Linked DNA regions of Podarcis muralis: region 1 is linked to region 2. The links are chromatin contacts, called in public Hi-C maps. All regions are on one chromosome and are shown on one strand. The core of a region is the stretch at or near the end of the contact, and the rest is flanking DNA. Distances in the headings are between cores, read along the strand shown.

Region 1 (7,415 bases), core at 2,597-5,096, 140 kb after region 2:
TCAGAAGGTCGGTGGTTCGAATCCCCATGACGGGGTGAGCTCCTGTTGTTCGGTCCCAGCTCCTGCCAACCTAGCAGTTCGAAAGCACGTCAAAGTGCAAGTAGATAAATAGGTACCGCTCCGGCGGAAAGGTAAACGGCGTTTCCGTGCGCTGCTCTGGTTCGCCAGAAGCGGCTTAGTCATGTTGGCCCCATGACCATGTTGGCTCCCTCAGCCAATAAAGCGAGATGAGCACCGCAACCCCAGAGTCGGTCACGACTGGACCTAATGGTCAGGGGTCCCTTTACCTTTACCTTACTCAGAGTAGGGCTTTGTTGAGTAACAAAATGTAAGGGTAACCAAAGCAGTGGTGGGATGTGTGAAGCCACACAATGACCGATGGGTTCTTGTTAACATCCTGGGTTTTATTACTGGTTTTATAAGAAGGCACATTATATGCCATTTAAATGTTATGTTATATGTTACAGACACAGAACTCCTGTAACAGAATATAGAAGACATATTTGCACAATATAAAGTTTCTTTCCTAGACTAATGTTTTTACATTTTTTACAGTTGAGCTGTTCTGTTATATTGGTTTAATCACTAATTACCTTTCTAATTTCATCAAGCACCATCTCAAATGCTTTTTTATCCATCTTGCGTTCTTCAAGTTGTAACCCTTTGTCAGTTCCAGACACTCTTTATTGCAGAATTGCCTGCTGTTGAAAAAAACAAATAAAATAAAATGTGAATTCCTGCTCACACTGTGCACCTCACTGACCATGAAGTTCATCACTAAGTTTAGAATGGGGAATTGTTAACATTGAGAGAGCCTCAACTTCTGAAATATCTGCATCAAAGGTAATTCCAAAACTATTCATTCTCTCATTGAAGCCGTATTTCCTAGCCCCAGCGTGGAAAAATGGCATGTTACTGTCCTCAAGCTCAAGGTAATACACAATGTCCTCAAACAGTTACAAAATGAGCAGCCTTCTGTCATAAAAGAACTTACCCAAGCCTTCTCAAATGTAACAGCAGTTCCTTTGAACTCACTCAGATGCACAACACAGAATCTGCATGATGCTGATTGGCAGCAAGAAGGCCAGCAGATATATTTTATTTATTTTAACATTACTGCACTGCCAATGTCGCTCCATGGAGCCCTCAGGACATCCATTTCTAGGTAGAATCCAAAAGACAGAAAAAACAGAACTCAGTAGAAGCTAACACCTCCTAAAGGAAGTTTATTTAATATGCTGAGCATTCTTGTGACATTTCCTATTGTCAAATGCTGTGACATACTATCCAACTTTCCATAAAACAGATCTACATTGAAGCCTCTCTCCTAGTAAATTCTGAACCTGTAAAGGCAAGCAATTAGGACATGTGAATAAAACATTTTCTAGTATTTTAAAAGAACTCCTGAATTCTTCAAAGAGTACTATAACTTGGATCCAAAAGGGCCTTACATGTGCAGAATGACACTTCTCTTGATACAAGGGAAGTTGCCACCAAATTCTGTGAGTATCCTGAGCCCCACCCACTTCTTGCCATTTCATAAGGTCCTTTAACCCTTATGAGCTTTTTGGTGTTGCAGGGAGCAATAGCTATGAAAGCTCCATTGTGCAAGTGAGGGTCTCCTCACACTTCTTTGGATCTAACCTGAAACATTTTCCCCCAAAATCCTCCATTTGTCTCTTTTTAAAAAAAGGAAAGCATAGATCTAAGGTGCTCATAATTATAGAATTTTGTAACCAACCAGTGGTAAAGATAAGGCATTTGACATTATATTATAATGTAGCTAGGGCACATAGCTAAACCATTTCTTCTGTTAAAAGTTTTACCTACAGCCCAATCCAAAAATGGCTCCGATCGAAGCCCATGGATTTTATTCCTGAGTAAGTGATCACAGAACTCCAGTCTCATAACACAATTCTGTCTACACAAAAGTAAGTCCCAATTCAATGAGGCTTACTTCCAAGCAAACAGAGCTTTGGTATATCTTGTAATCGCTGGTAAAAGGCTGAAAACCTTATCACCTTCAATCCCTCCCAGCTCATCAAGGCTTGATGCCCTTCCACAATGCCCCATTTATCTCTGTAACTGGGCTGAGTAACTGAAGAGGGACCATGTGCAGCTCTCCACACCCCCTGCAATGCCTCATTAGAGATCTGGGTGATCATCCTCAACACTGGTGGGGGGAGCGTTCCTCTGACACTCCAGAGATGTTTTGTGGCAGGCTGAACAGGGTTGAGGACATCCTTGCAGAAGTCCATGCTTGTGCAGCAATGTTTATATAAAATAGCATGCAATTTTCTCTTTGCTTCTGTGTACTGAACGCACAAATTGTTTTTATCAGATTTGAATGGAATTCTACAAAGCCAATGATGATATTCAAAACTCCTGAGGCTAATGTAGTGTGAGTCATCAATATTCTGAAGTTCAGGGAGTAAGTAAAATCTGCCCATTCTGCTACAGTACTTCAGTCTCCTCCCTCACTACTTCACACTTTCTTCTATCATCATAAACACAACATCCAATCTGTTCCAGCATGATACTCATCGCAGTGCAGTTTGATTCAACCATTCTCACTAAAACCATTTCAGAATTCCACCTTCGAAATAACTGACGTTGAACCAAATCCAAACACAACCAGGAGTGAACACACACTAGTATAACCTGAGCCACTCTGTGGGCAAATCACCAAGCTTCTTGGGCACACCTGCTTCAAAGGATCATCTCTGTGATGAACAACTGACACTGCCCGGCAGAATGCTCTAATGCTTCTTTTCATAGGGCAAGGATGGGAAACCAGTTATCCTCCAGCTTCTTGTTCCATCAGCAGCAGCCAGCAAAGGCAGCAACCAGGAACAAGACCAGTCGTACTCCTACTACAGTGGTACCTCTGGTTACGTACTTAATTCGTTCTGGAGGTCTGTTCTTAACCTGAAACTGTTCTTAACCTGAAGCACCACTTTAGCTAATGGGGCCTCCTGCTTCTGCCGCGCCGCCGGAGCACGATTTCTGTTCTCATCCTGAAGCAAAGTTCTTAACCCGAGGTAATATTTCTGGGTTAGCAGAGTCTGTAACCTGAAGCATACGTAACCCGAGGTACCACTGTACTTCCAGGGGTCCAGAAGTTCCCCATATTCGATATAGAAGTCCCTCTGATGACCTAAATGAAAAATTGCCCTCGTCACCACCCCAGCACCAACAGCTTCTGCATTGTGGGCTTTAAACAGACGGTTATGCTAAAGGTTGCCATTCAGGGCACAGGACCTCCCCTCCGTCCAGGGGGACTTGCTTCCGAATAAACCTGAACAAAACCTCGCGCTCACACACGTCTCGCGTTTGCTGTGACTCGAATGCCACGGAGTTCAACGGGGTTTAACTCCATCCCCAGGGGGCTCGCACGACGAATTCCGGATTAACCAAGAACTCGAAGGGCGACCCTTGTCACGCTTACTCGGCACTTAGTCCCACTCGACTTTAGCGGCGTTTACCCCCGGGAAACACGTGCCTCAGGGCTGCCGCTCTGACCAAGGGAAGCGGCTCCGGGAGTCCGCGCCCCGCGTCGCTTCAAGGCTGCAGCACCCGAAGCAGGCGGCGCAGGCAGGCCCGAAGCCCATTACGGACGGCTCGGGGCCGCTTCGAGCCCCGCCTTCCCCGCACCCCTCCAGCCGGTGCTCGGCTTACCATCCGCGGCGGCCCGGCAGGCAGGCGAGGAGCGGCCCCTGGCCGGCGTCAAGGCAACCCGCGCGCAACCCCCAGCCGCCCCCACCGCGCGGAGCCAAACTTCGCGACTCGTCGCCTCCTGATGTCATCACCAGCCAAGCACCGCCATAAGAGGCCTTCCTCCCGCCCCTCCGTTCGGGGTGGATGCCGGGAAGGAGGAGACGCACCTGCTCCTGGAGTCAGCCCCGCCCACCCCTCTCCCCCAGGAGGCTATTAAGAGGCTGGCCGCGTCTTGTTGAGGACGCAGAGCTCTGTGTTCAGCGAGGCTTATGGGCTCCCTGGGGGCAATGTCAGAAACTGAGATAGGAAAACTAGGAGCTCAGTGGCACCTTAAACCTAAGTTATGGGCGCCACAATGGAATGGCTAGGCGCGCTTTTTTATAACAAGAATACAAAGCTGAAAATGAATGCACTGCAGCTAAAATATGATATTTTTCACATGGTCTAGTAGTCCATGGGTAGGCAAACTAAGGCGCCGGGGCCGGATCCGGACCAATCGCCTTTTAAATCCGGCCCGCGGATGGTCCGGGAATCAGCGTGTTTTTACATGAGTAGAATGTGTGCTTTTATTTAAAATGCATCTCTGGGTTATTTGTAGGGCATAGGAATTCGTTCATTCCCCTCCCCCCAAAAAATATAGTCCAGCCCCCCACAAGGTCTGAGGGACAGTGGACTGGCCCCCTGCTGAAAAAGTTTGCTGACCCCTGGTCTAGTCCTTCCCCTGCCCAAACCCCTCATAAGAGGGTCTCTTCTCCAGTCTTCAGAGAGTAGCTAAAGTGGGGAGGCAGAAAAAGGTACTCCTTTCCTTCCACTTTGCAATTTTGAATCTGAAATCTTAGGCACAGTACTGCACCCAGGGCTCAAACTGCTCACACTAATGAAATTCCCTGTTGCAAAATGCACCTAGAACAATGGGAGTTTTGAACACTGCCTGGGGGTCTTAAAAAGGTGATGAGAGGCAGCCTCACTTGGGAGGATTCCTTTATTTATTGCATTTACAGTCTATCCCACCTTTTTCTCTAAGGAGCTCAAGGTGGTATACATGGTTCTGCCCCCTCCTCATTTAATCCCCACAACGACCCTGTGAGGTGGGTTAGGCTGAGAAGCAATGGCTGTCATACAATGAGCTTCATGGCCAAGTGGAGATTTGAACCCTGGTGTTCTAGTTCCAGTTCCACACTAGGCCAGAGGTTGTCAACCTTTTGGGGTCCACGGCTCCCTTGACCAATTACATTCTTTCTGCGGCACCCTGTGGGGCTCAGGAGCTCAGTTATGTCACCCCTTGCCTGCAGAGCTGGCAGCCTCTCACCCCTTTTTTGAACAGCCTTCCTTGTAGAGTGTTCCCTCAGCCTCCTCTCCATGGGAGTCCTCTGGGCAGCCGTTGCCACCGCCCTTGGTCTCTTGGCTGCCCCTGCTGCCCCAAAGAGAGGTACCTCCTCACGTTGCCCCACTGGGTCCTGGGACTTGTCTGTCCATTCCCAACAGCAAGGGCTGGTGGACTAGCTGGCTGGGCTCTCTGACCCACTTGCTTGCTTACTTTGAGGCCGCCTCAGCTCTGGCAACCAGCACCCCCTGACCAGCCCCAGACGTGCTATTCACCTGCGGAGCTTGTAGCCAGGGCTGCTGCAACTAACAGCTGTGCAAGCCTTTGGGAGGCAGAGATGTGAGATGGCATCGGAGGAGGGAGGGAAGGAAAGAGAGACATAGGCCAATGTTGCCTGTGGCACCCCTGGCCATCATTCAAGGCACCCCAGGGTGCCATGGCACACTGGCTGAAAACCATTGCACTAGTGACTCACATAGGGCTGCCACCTTTGTTCTGGCAAAATACGGGGCGGGGGGGGCAATTATTTTTTTATCTGGTGCTGAAGTGACTTCAACGCAATCCATTGCAGTCTACTGCAGCCTAACAGGATTCCCCTTCTGGAAATTTTCACACACAATCACACACACATACACATGAAATTGTAAATCTGTCTGTTCTTTGCTACCCAGAGCTTAAATACCTGACCTTTCACTACCCTTTCAAACACATGCATTTGGAGAGGTTCCCTAACTTGGCAGAGAGAGAGAGAAGACCTGAAATACAGGACAAACTGTATCAATAGCAGGACGCAGCATTTTACATTGAAATGTGGGTCGATCCTATGTATACAGGGCAGATAGCAACCCTACTTATGCCTTATAGTGGTGTATAAGCTGCTGTTTGAAAATCACATTTTCAGTTTCTGAAGGATTCCACTAGTCTCATTTTCTTCAGCACCTTTGATGAAACCAAAATATATGAAGATATACAAACAGTAAAAAACAAATAAACACCCTTCTACTGGACCTAATTTATTCAGCCTCCAGGGAGTATATTCTCAAGGTACCTCCATCACAGCCTCTACTGTGTTTACACAACCTCAGCCAAATTGCACTTCTGTAAAGTTTAGAAAATAGATGAAAAATGAAGCAAGGTGTACAAAAACATGCCATGAATCATTAAAAGAACACTGTGTACTATTCCAGTATACACATGAGATGCTTGGGAATTGGGTGGGGAAAGTGCTGTCGTGCTCATGTCTCTCTTGTGGGCTTCCCCAAAGAGGTGTCTGGTTGGCTCCCAAGATAGCAGAGTGTTTAGCCTGATGCAGCAAGCCTTTTCTTATGTTCTAATGACAAACTGTTTTCTACAAGGTTCTGTGTAGATAGAAGATCGTTTTGTCCTGCTTTATATGCGCTTTTTCGGAGACAATAGCTTTACCGTAGCGCCATCTTATGGTGTATTTTGGAAAGTTCAAGAAATATCAGTTGAGTAGTACTGTATTGTTCATATAATAGCTTATGTACGTATTTTGGTTGCTGTTTTTTTGTTTTGCAGTTTGCATTAGTTCAGATTATTGATTCTTATGGGGTTCTCACTATTTTCGGCTAGAGGTAACTTTTTAATACTAAGGTTATGTTCTGACGGATAGTTTTCGCTTCCGCTATTCTATTCTTTAGGGTCTCCTTGCGAAAATAGTGCTACATGTCCTCCCTGTTGTACTCTGTTAACTGTAAACTTGTGTTAAATATGTTCGTCGTCCTGAGCGGAACCCAGTAGCTTGGCTGGGGGGCGAGGGCAGGTGGAAGGAGCGGAGATAAATAGGCAGGAAAAAAATAGGCTGAAAGGTGACTGGATGTGACTAATAAAGATTTCCCTTAAAATATTTTTATTATTATTATTTTTAAAAATCCATCCCTGCCTCTTGGGCTATGGAGCCAATGAGTGTCTGGTCATCTCCTCTGCTTGCTTATCCACGTGCAGATCAAGCAAAGGCTCGAGAGACCGGCATCGTAGGCAGAGTGGTGTGGGGAAGCAGAACTCCGTCGGACAAGGCAGTCAAAACAAAGACGGCCACTCGAACCCAGAGGCACAGGCCCCTCGCTCTCTTTGCTGAGGCTTGGCAGGGAAGAGTGCGAGAAGGCGGAGCCAGAGCGACTCCCGCATGCAGATGAGGTGCCGCCGCGGAGCATTATGGGGGGAGCATGAAACGGGCTTCGCGGGCCCTCGGAGAGGTCGTGGCTCCGTCAGGCTGGATGGGTACATGATGCCCGACTGCGAGCGAGCGATGGGAAGCGGGGACGGGGCCCTCGGGCAGGGCTTGGTATGCTCGCTCTGCACTGAAGGGGTGCGGGAGGATGGCGGCCCGGGTCCGGTCTGATGAGAAAGCATA
Region 2 (6,765 bases), core at 1,320-3,819:
AAGACAGTTGAACAATCACAGATTAAACTGTGGAGAGATGTGTGTTAATCTAAACATTTTCTGTGGTTTATTACTGTAGACCCTGGCATGAATAAAAAGGTGGGCATATGGTAATATGACAGACCATCCATTATGAACTTTCTTGACTCTGGTACCAGTCTGATCTCAAAACATGTCAAAACATGTTTGTGAATCTAAGTTTGGCCTCATTGACGGGCAGTATTACAATATGAGTAGGAAAATGAGAGTACCCCTGAACATTTTTTTTAGAAAAAAAACCACTGTGCTGCTTGCATAAATTTTGCTTTCTTAATTGGCATTAATATATTCTCCCACTTTCATTTCATATAATACACCAAACTTTATTCCGTTTGTGTAAGAACTTCTTGTGGGCATAAGGTTAAGAGTAAACACATATTCTTGACAGACGCATGTTGTAACTCTAGCAAAAGATCCTAAACTTCTTGGTAGTGTATGACTACACAAGTGCTGGGCACATGTGTGGTTTCAGACACATACTTTGTAACAGCACAAAAGCCTGTATTAAAGTATTGTATCTATAAGCTGTGTTGCCAGAGACCTTAGAAAAGTGCCTGTGCTCTTGCATATTGTGGAGATATTGCATCATGACATCAACTCAGCATATTTTGACTGTGTGTACTTGTGAATTATGAACTCACAGTTCAGTTGTGCCTGAGCAGTGACATCAGCACTGAGGAAATAACACCCTATATTTGGAAACAATGCTATATCTAAAGTGGCCATGCATAAGCCTGATCCAGTACATGCTAGCTTAGAAGTAGGTCCTTATTAGTGAAATGGGGTTTACTCCTAAGCAGGTACGTTTAGGACTGCAGCCATGAAAGGTATATGGATGTTATGTGAACGCTTGTTTATGAAAATGTGTTTAGGTAGTATGCCTTCATAATTGCAAGAGGAAATAAAAAAGCACCACCATCATCGATACTGTAATCACTACTACCATCACAAAATTGCCCATCATTATGGCATGTGCTGCAAAGGTAGGCTTCCATATCCAAGAAACATACTATAAACTCCTGCAAAACCCATGTCACTAAAAGCCACTCACCACATGTCACTTGTGGATGGCTGGTTTTACCTTCAGTGCATTCCTATATTCAACCGTTCCTTTTTCTACACAGTAAATGAATGGCAACTATTCATTTATATGGGAGAAAGTTAAGGAGTCACTTGGAAATACCACTGAGCTGAAATCCCTCTCTTTCATGCTCCTGGTGACCCCCTGCATTGCCTTGTTGTTTCAATTGCATGTTGGCAGCCTTGTTTATTTCTTGGTCAAAAAAGAATGTGACAGGATTTTGGGAACTGGCAGCTGACAAATGATACTGCTAGTGGTGTGCTAGGGTTTTCTGCCCAAGATCATGGTGTCGTGTAAGAGTAGGAGTGGAAGAACCCGAGACACAGAAGTTCCTGGGTTGCAACACTCATCATGCCTGACCATTTGTCATGCTGACTGGGGATGATGGGAGTTGAAAGTCCAATAACATTGGAGAGTCACAGATTGTATGAGAGGATGCGTGATTTATATTCTGTGGGAAGATGGCCAGGAAATGGTCCTGCTCTTCAGCTAAGGGCTGCCAAAGTGGCCTTTGGTTCCTTCCATCTCTAAGAGCACTCTGTTCACCTTTCCAGCCGCAAAGTGGTAGAATTATATGCCGCCCATCTGACTGGGTTGCCCCAGCCACTGTGGGCAGATCCAAAAACACAACAAAACATCAACATTAAAAACTTCCCTAAACAGGGCTGCCTTCAGATGTCCTCTAAAAGTCAAATAGCTCTTTATTTCCTTGACATCTGATGGGAGGGCACCACTACCGAAAACGCCTGATTCCCTGTAACTTCTCACAGTGAGGGAACCAACAGGCTGCCCTGGGAACTGGACCTCAGTGTCCAGATAGAGACACTCCTTTGTGTATACAAGGTGAGGCCATTTAGGGCTTTGAAGGTCAGCACCAGCACTGTGAACAAAATTGTTATTTTGCACACTAGTCATGCTCATGCCTCTGATACAAATGAAACAGGACAGGGAGAATATTTTCCCTCTGCTCTTATCTGTCAAGGAAAAAAATAAAAAATAAACTCCACTTAGGTGGTAATAATGGCAGGTTCGTTCATCAGGCCCCGGTGCTTGCCTATTCCAGCACTTAAAATTATCCTGGAATAAACTGCTTCATTTTAACAGTACAGCGATGATCGAATTTTGGAAAGATGCAGAAACACCGGGCGTCTTCCTCGCCGCGCGGAGGACTTTGTGCAGCCGCGTCTAGGTGGCAGCGCCTCCCCTTGTTCTTCTAAGCGTCCCCGCGGCCTTGCAAAGGAAAAATCCAGGTCGGCTATCGCGCCGCCCTCCCCCTCCTCTGCGAAACTTTCGTTAGGTGGCATCCATCAGCCACGCCAGCCCTTCTCCGCGCGCTGAGTCATGAGAGCAACAGTTCCCCGCCACCCCCGCCGGCTGAGCGCACTTTGGTACGCTCCGCCTCTCCCTCCCTCTCGGCGCGTTGGTGCGTTCCATCCCGCCCCGACAACCCAACCCGGGAGCCCAATGGTACATCTCGCCCTCCCCCTGCGGCTGCGAGCAGTGGTTGGCTCCGGCGGCGGCGGCGGCAGCGGCAGCAGCAGCAGAGTCTCGTCCGGTCCCGCCCCGCCTCCCTCCGCCTTGTCATTGATGTTGTTGTTTCTGTCGCAGGAGCCGGAGGGGAGGCCGAGGCCGGGCTCGGGGCTGCGGCCGCCGGCGGCTGGGCCGGCCATGTCGTCGGTGTGTGGGGGGCCGGTGGGCGCCGGCTCCCTGCCCAGCGAGCTGGTGGTCCACATCTTCTCGTTCCTGGCCGCCCCGGACCGGCTCCGGGCCTCGGCCGCCTGCTCGCACTGGCGAGAGTGCCTCTTCTACCCGGCCCTGTGGCCCCGGCTGCGCCTCAGCCTGCGCGTCTGCCCGGCCGAGCGCCCGCGCCTCGACTTCCTCATGCGCAAGTGCGGCTGGTTCGTGCGCGAGCTCCGCGTCCAGTTCGCCGCCGACAACTACCCCAGCGGAGGAGCCGGAGGCGGCGGAGCAGGAGCCGGAGGAGGAGGAGGAGGAGGCGCCAGCGGGGTGTGCGAGGAAGCGGCAGCCGCAGCGGCCGCGGCGGAGGGAGAAGCGCAGCTCTGCCCTCGCTGGCTGGAGCTGCTGAGGACCTACCTGGAGCTCGTACTCTGCGTGCTGAGCAGCGTCCGCAACAACAGGTAGGACGGCGTGGTGGGAGGCCAGCCAGCGTTAACTAACATTCACAAACACACACACACGTACTAACACCAATGCAAACACACGCCGAGCGGGAGGGAGAGTTGCAAAGCCTCCTGCTTCCCAAGTGGGAAGCAGCAGCTCTCTCTCTCTCTCTCTCTCTCTCTCTCTCTCTCTGTTTCAAAGGTTCATGTGCTTTCTAACATCTGCCTGAAGTTCAGCCGATTGAGTTATTACTGGGTGGGGGAAGCTGCACCTGTTGAATTCCCGGTTGTCACGCATCCACTTAAAGATGCCTTACTCCTGCTGTGCGCGCGCGGGGGGGGGGGGATGATGTGTGAGCGGCGAGGAAGGAGCCATTCCGGAGCAACTGTAAGGGAACATCACATGAAGGAACACACGTCTGCACGTCGCCACCCAAAAGTGCTGCGGTTGGGGGGGGGGATCCTTGTGGAGAGGAGTGTTTCTGGATAGGTAGCATCACTACCTTCCGCACGTCAAGTACCTTCCCTGGGATGTCACCAAAACGGAGCTGTTGAGACAGTTGTTATTTGCCCTGTGCCCCCTGTTTTGATGGGCTCATAATACTTTTTGTCATAAGCTGCTAGGAAAACCTGACAGTTGCTTTTGGTTTCTTGACTGATAGAAACACTAACCATTCGTCAGCTAACATGTCACTTCTTTAGTGCCTAAATCCTTCAAAATGGGAGACAGTGGCTTTGTGGTGTGCGTTCTAGAACACCTACTGTTAGTGTACTATTCTGAAGCCAGCAGCAGGGCACATTAATAATTTGCTCTGCTATAGGCTGTTACATAATTGGGAAACCAGTTAAAGAACATTTTCTTCTTTTTTAAAGGGAGCAATACAGCAATACCAGCTGATCCAAAGTGATATCTTTTCCTTTCCAGTGACTCTAGTGTTTGTTGTCATACAACAAAGGTGTCACAGTTAGTTACATATTTTGCATTTTTAATTGGGTTTTATAAACAAGAATGTTTTACAAATAAGTATACCAAATTTTTCATTTCATTTGTGTATCACAAAAATAGCATAAACATATTTTGCATTTGTAAGCCTTTAGTACTGCATTCTCCCTCAAGATTTCCAAAATTCCCATTCGGTCAAGGTCATATAATGAAAAAAATCTAAGTTGATCAGTAATATTCCAGAGCTGTTTGTTTCCTTTTGTGTTACTCTTGTTTCTCTCTGCTCCACTACAGAATGAAATGTCCTTTTCAAGAAAAGATTGTGCAGTTGTCCATGCTGTGCTCATCACTCTTTCCTACAGCCAGTTCTGCACAATAGAATGGATGATAGTTTGCACATCTTAAGTGATTTGCAGTAAGAAAATCCTGTTCAGATCACACATCTCAGAAAATTAAACTGCTGCAACTGGTACAGCAACCATATGTCAATGAAAAGATGTGATAAGATCTGAAGCAGCCAAGATCAGATTTGTGGCCATTTTTTTCAGAGATTTCCAAATTACGTCTCACTCTGTTGGGTGCTACAGTGACCAGCTTTTGTCATGTGGATACTGAAACACTCAAGTATGTGTGCTGTGAGCCAGGAAATTGCAGTTCACTTTCATGGCAGCCAGGAAATTGCAGTTCATATTTCACCTCATCTGTGAACTCACTAGGTGACCCGCTGTGGGGCCTTTCTGTCAACTTTTATTTTTGCATATTTATTACATTTATTTAAATCCCACCTTGCTCCCAAGGAGCTCAGTGTAACACACATGGTTCTTCCTCTCCCTGTTATATCCTCACTGCTAGCACCCATGTGATGTAGGTTAGACTTGGAGATAATGATTGGCACTCTTACACTCACCTGTGGAAAAGGCAGCTGCTTGCTTCAGGGAAGGAGGTAATCTGCATGAAAAGTAACAAGCCAAGAACCAGAAAGAGAGAGCAGCAAAGTCCTTTCTTTGAGCTGATACCCTGTCCGTCATCTAGAAGAGAGGCTTACAATACAGCACACACTGCAGGATATATGGTTATATAAAAAACAAAACAAAATAAAATCACGCACCTATTATAAAAACAGCAACACTAAGGCCCAACTCTAACCAGCATCACTATCAGCAGGCCTGGACAAATTAATAGGAAACCATTAGACTGATGAAGTGCTAGGTCTGCAACAAGGGTGTGGCAGGCTCGATGAGCCCCTCTCAAGCTAGCAGCCTAATAAAGCTGTGGGGAATTTGGGCCTCAGCAGTTTCTTGTAGGACCTTCCCTCCCTTTCACTCTGTTAGCTAATCATGGTACATAGATGACTTAATGGGCTTTCTTATTCAATCCTGCAGAATCTGAAGAGTGTAAAGATGATGGCATTGCAAGGGCTATTTGTATCTTGTGGTTGATCCTGCATACTGTCTGCTGGTTTTCCTTTGAACATCCCTGTTGCTTACCAGTTGAGGCCATGCTTGCATAAAACATTTCTCCACTTCTATTTATATAGCCTTATTTCTTTACCAGCTAGGCAAAATAATAATTCTGTAGAAGTTGACCCCAGTAATTCTAAATGCAGCTGGTTGAGATTGCAGAGGCAATCCTGTTTCCTTAAAGTGTTTATGTAAACAACCCCATTGAAAGGACCAGCAAACATTCAAAGTGTCTATGTCAGCCTTGTATCTTAACAACTTGCCTTGTGACCATAGGCAACAAGGAATTCCATGCGGCTAATTAGTTGTCTGGCTAAGGAGGGATGGATTGCTCTGTCCAGGCACCACCAACCCACTTTGTTTCTGTTCTCATCACTGGGGAAGAGGCTTTTATTCCTCTGAGCAGCATAACAACACAGCCTACTAGCTTTTTAGCAGGCTAGTGGTTTTACTTTACAGGCTATTAACTCCAGTGGACTTAGTTACAAGGCTGTCTTAGTATGTCAATGATCAGGTAGCTTAAAGAGTAGACTATGTGTTGCATATAAATGCTCTAGAAGCATATTTACCACCACAAATTTATTCCTGGAACCCCACAGAGGGGGAAAGCAGCTCAGGTGGTGAGTTAGAAAGAAAAAAAATACTTGATAATGAAAGAGTAAACCCACCCTGTTGCATCTCTGCACAAGACTTTCTCCATCTGAAGTTGCTTTTCCTTACAAAAAAAGAGCATCAGGGTTCATTATGTGCATTTTCATATTACTTGGTTCCTATGGTAATGAGCCAGAGCATGATCCTTTAGAAAGGATTGCTAGACTAGGGTGTGAGCAAAAAGTAGTGTCTGAACTGTATGTTTTGGTCATGTGCTGTTGAACGCACACGCCTCAAATGTTGCCAGAATGCTGACATGCACGCTTATTTGAGAAGTAGAAGGAAATGTGTTTCATTTGGCAGAACCATTCTGAGAGTTCATTAACTAAATCCAGCAAATACGTTTGACTCTTTCCTTCTCCTAGTGAAGCAGAACTCTCCCTACCCCCGCGGTTAACTTTCAGAATTTATTGAGGAAAGTACTTAATTGTTGCAGCAGCTTTGTTCTGCAACACCACCTTCTGAATAAAC

What was found. A called contact is a pair of places that touch in the nucleus more often than the background predicts.
Region 1: a Hi-C map of blood shows a contact between it and region 2, with 4 times the contacts expected there. The contact joins the promoter of PROSER1 here to the promoter of FBXO33 in region 2. A contact is called at or near these places in 2 of 3 Hi-C or Micro-C datasets (blood and tail).

The regions. Positions count from the first base shown.
Region 1 is chr1:32,171,741-32,179,155 of rPodMur119.hap1.1, forward strand. It overlaps PROSER1 (proline and serine rich 1), which reads right to left and starts at 3,847. Exons shown (of 14, transcript XM_028720193.2): 1 at 3,679-3,847; 2 at 594-701. The coding sequence starts at 638. LOC114585678 (U1 spliceosomal RNA) reads left to right here and starts at 7,413; the gene lies at 7,413-7,415.
Region 2 is chr1:32,037,132-32,043,896 of rPodMur119.hap1.1, forward strand. FBXO33 (F-box protein 33) reads left to right here and starts at 2,570. Exons shown (of 4, transcript XM_028720130.2): 1 at 2,570-3,258. The coding sequence starts at 2,585.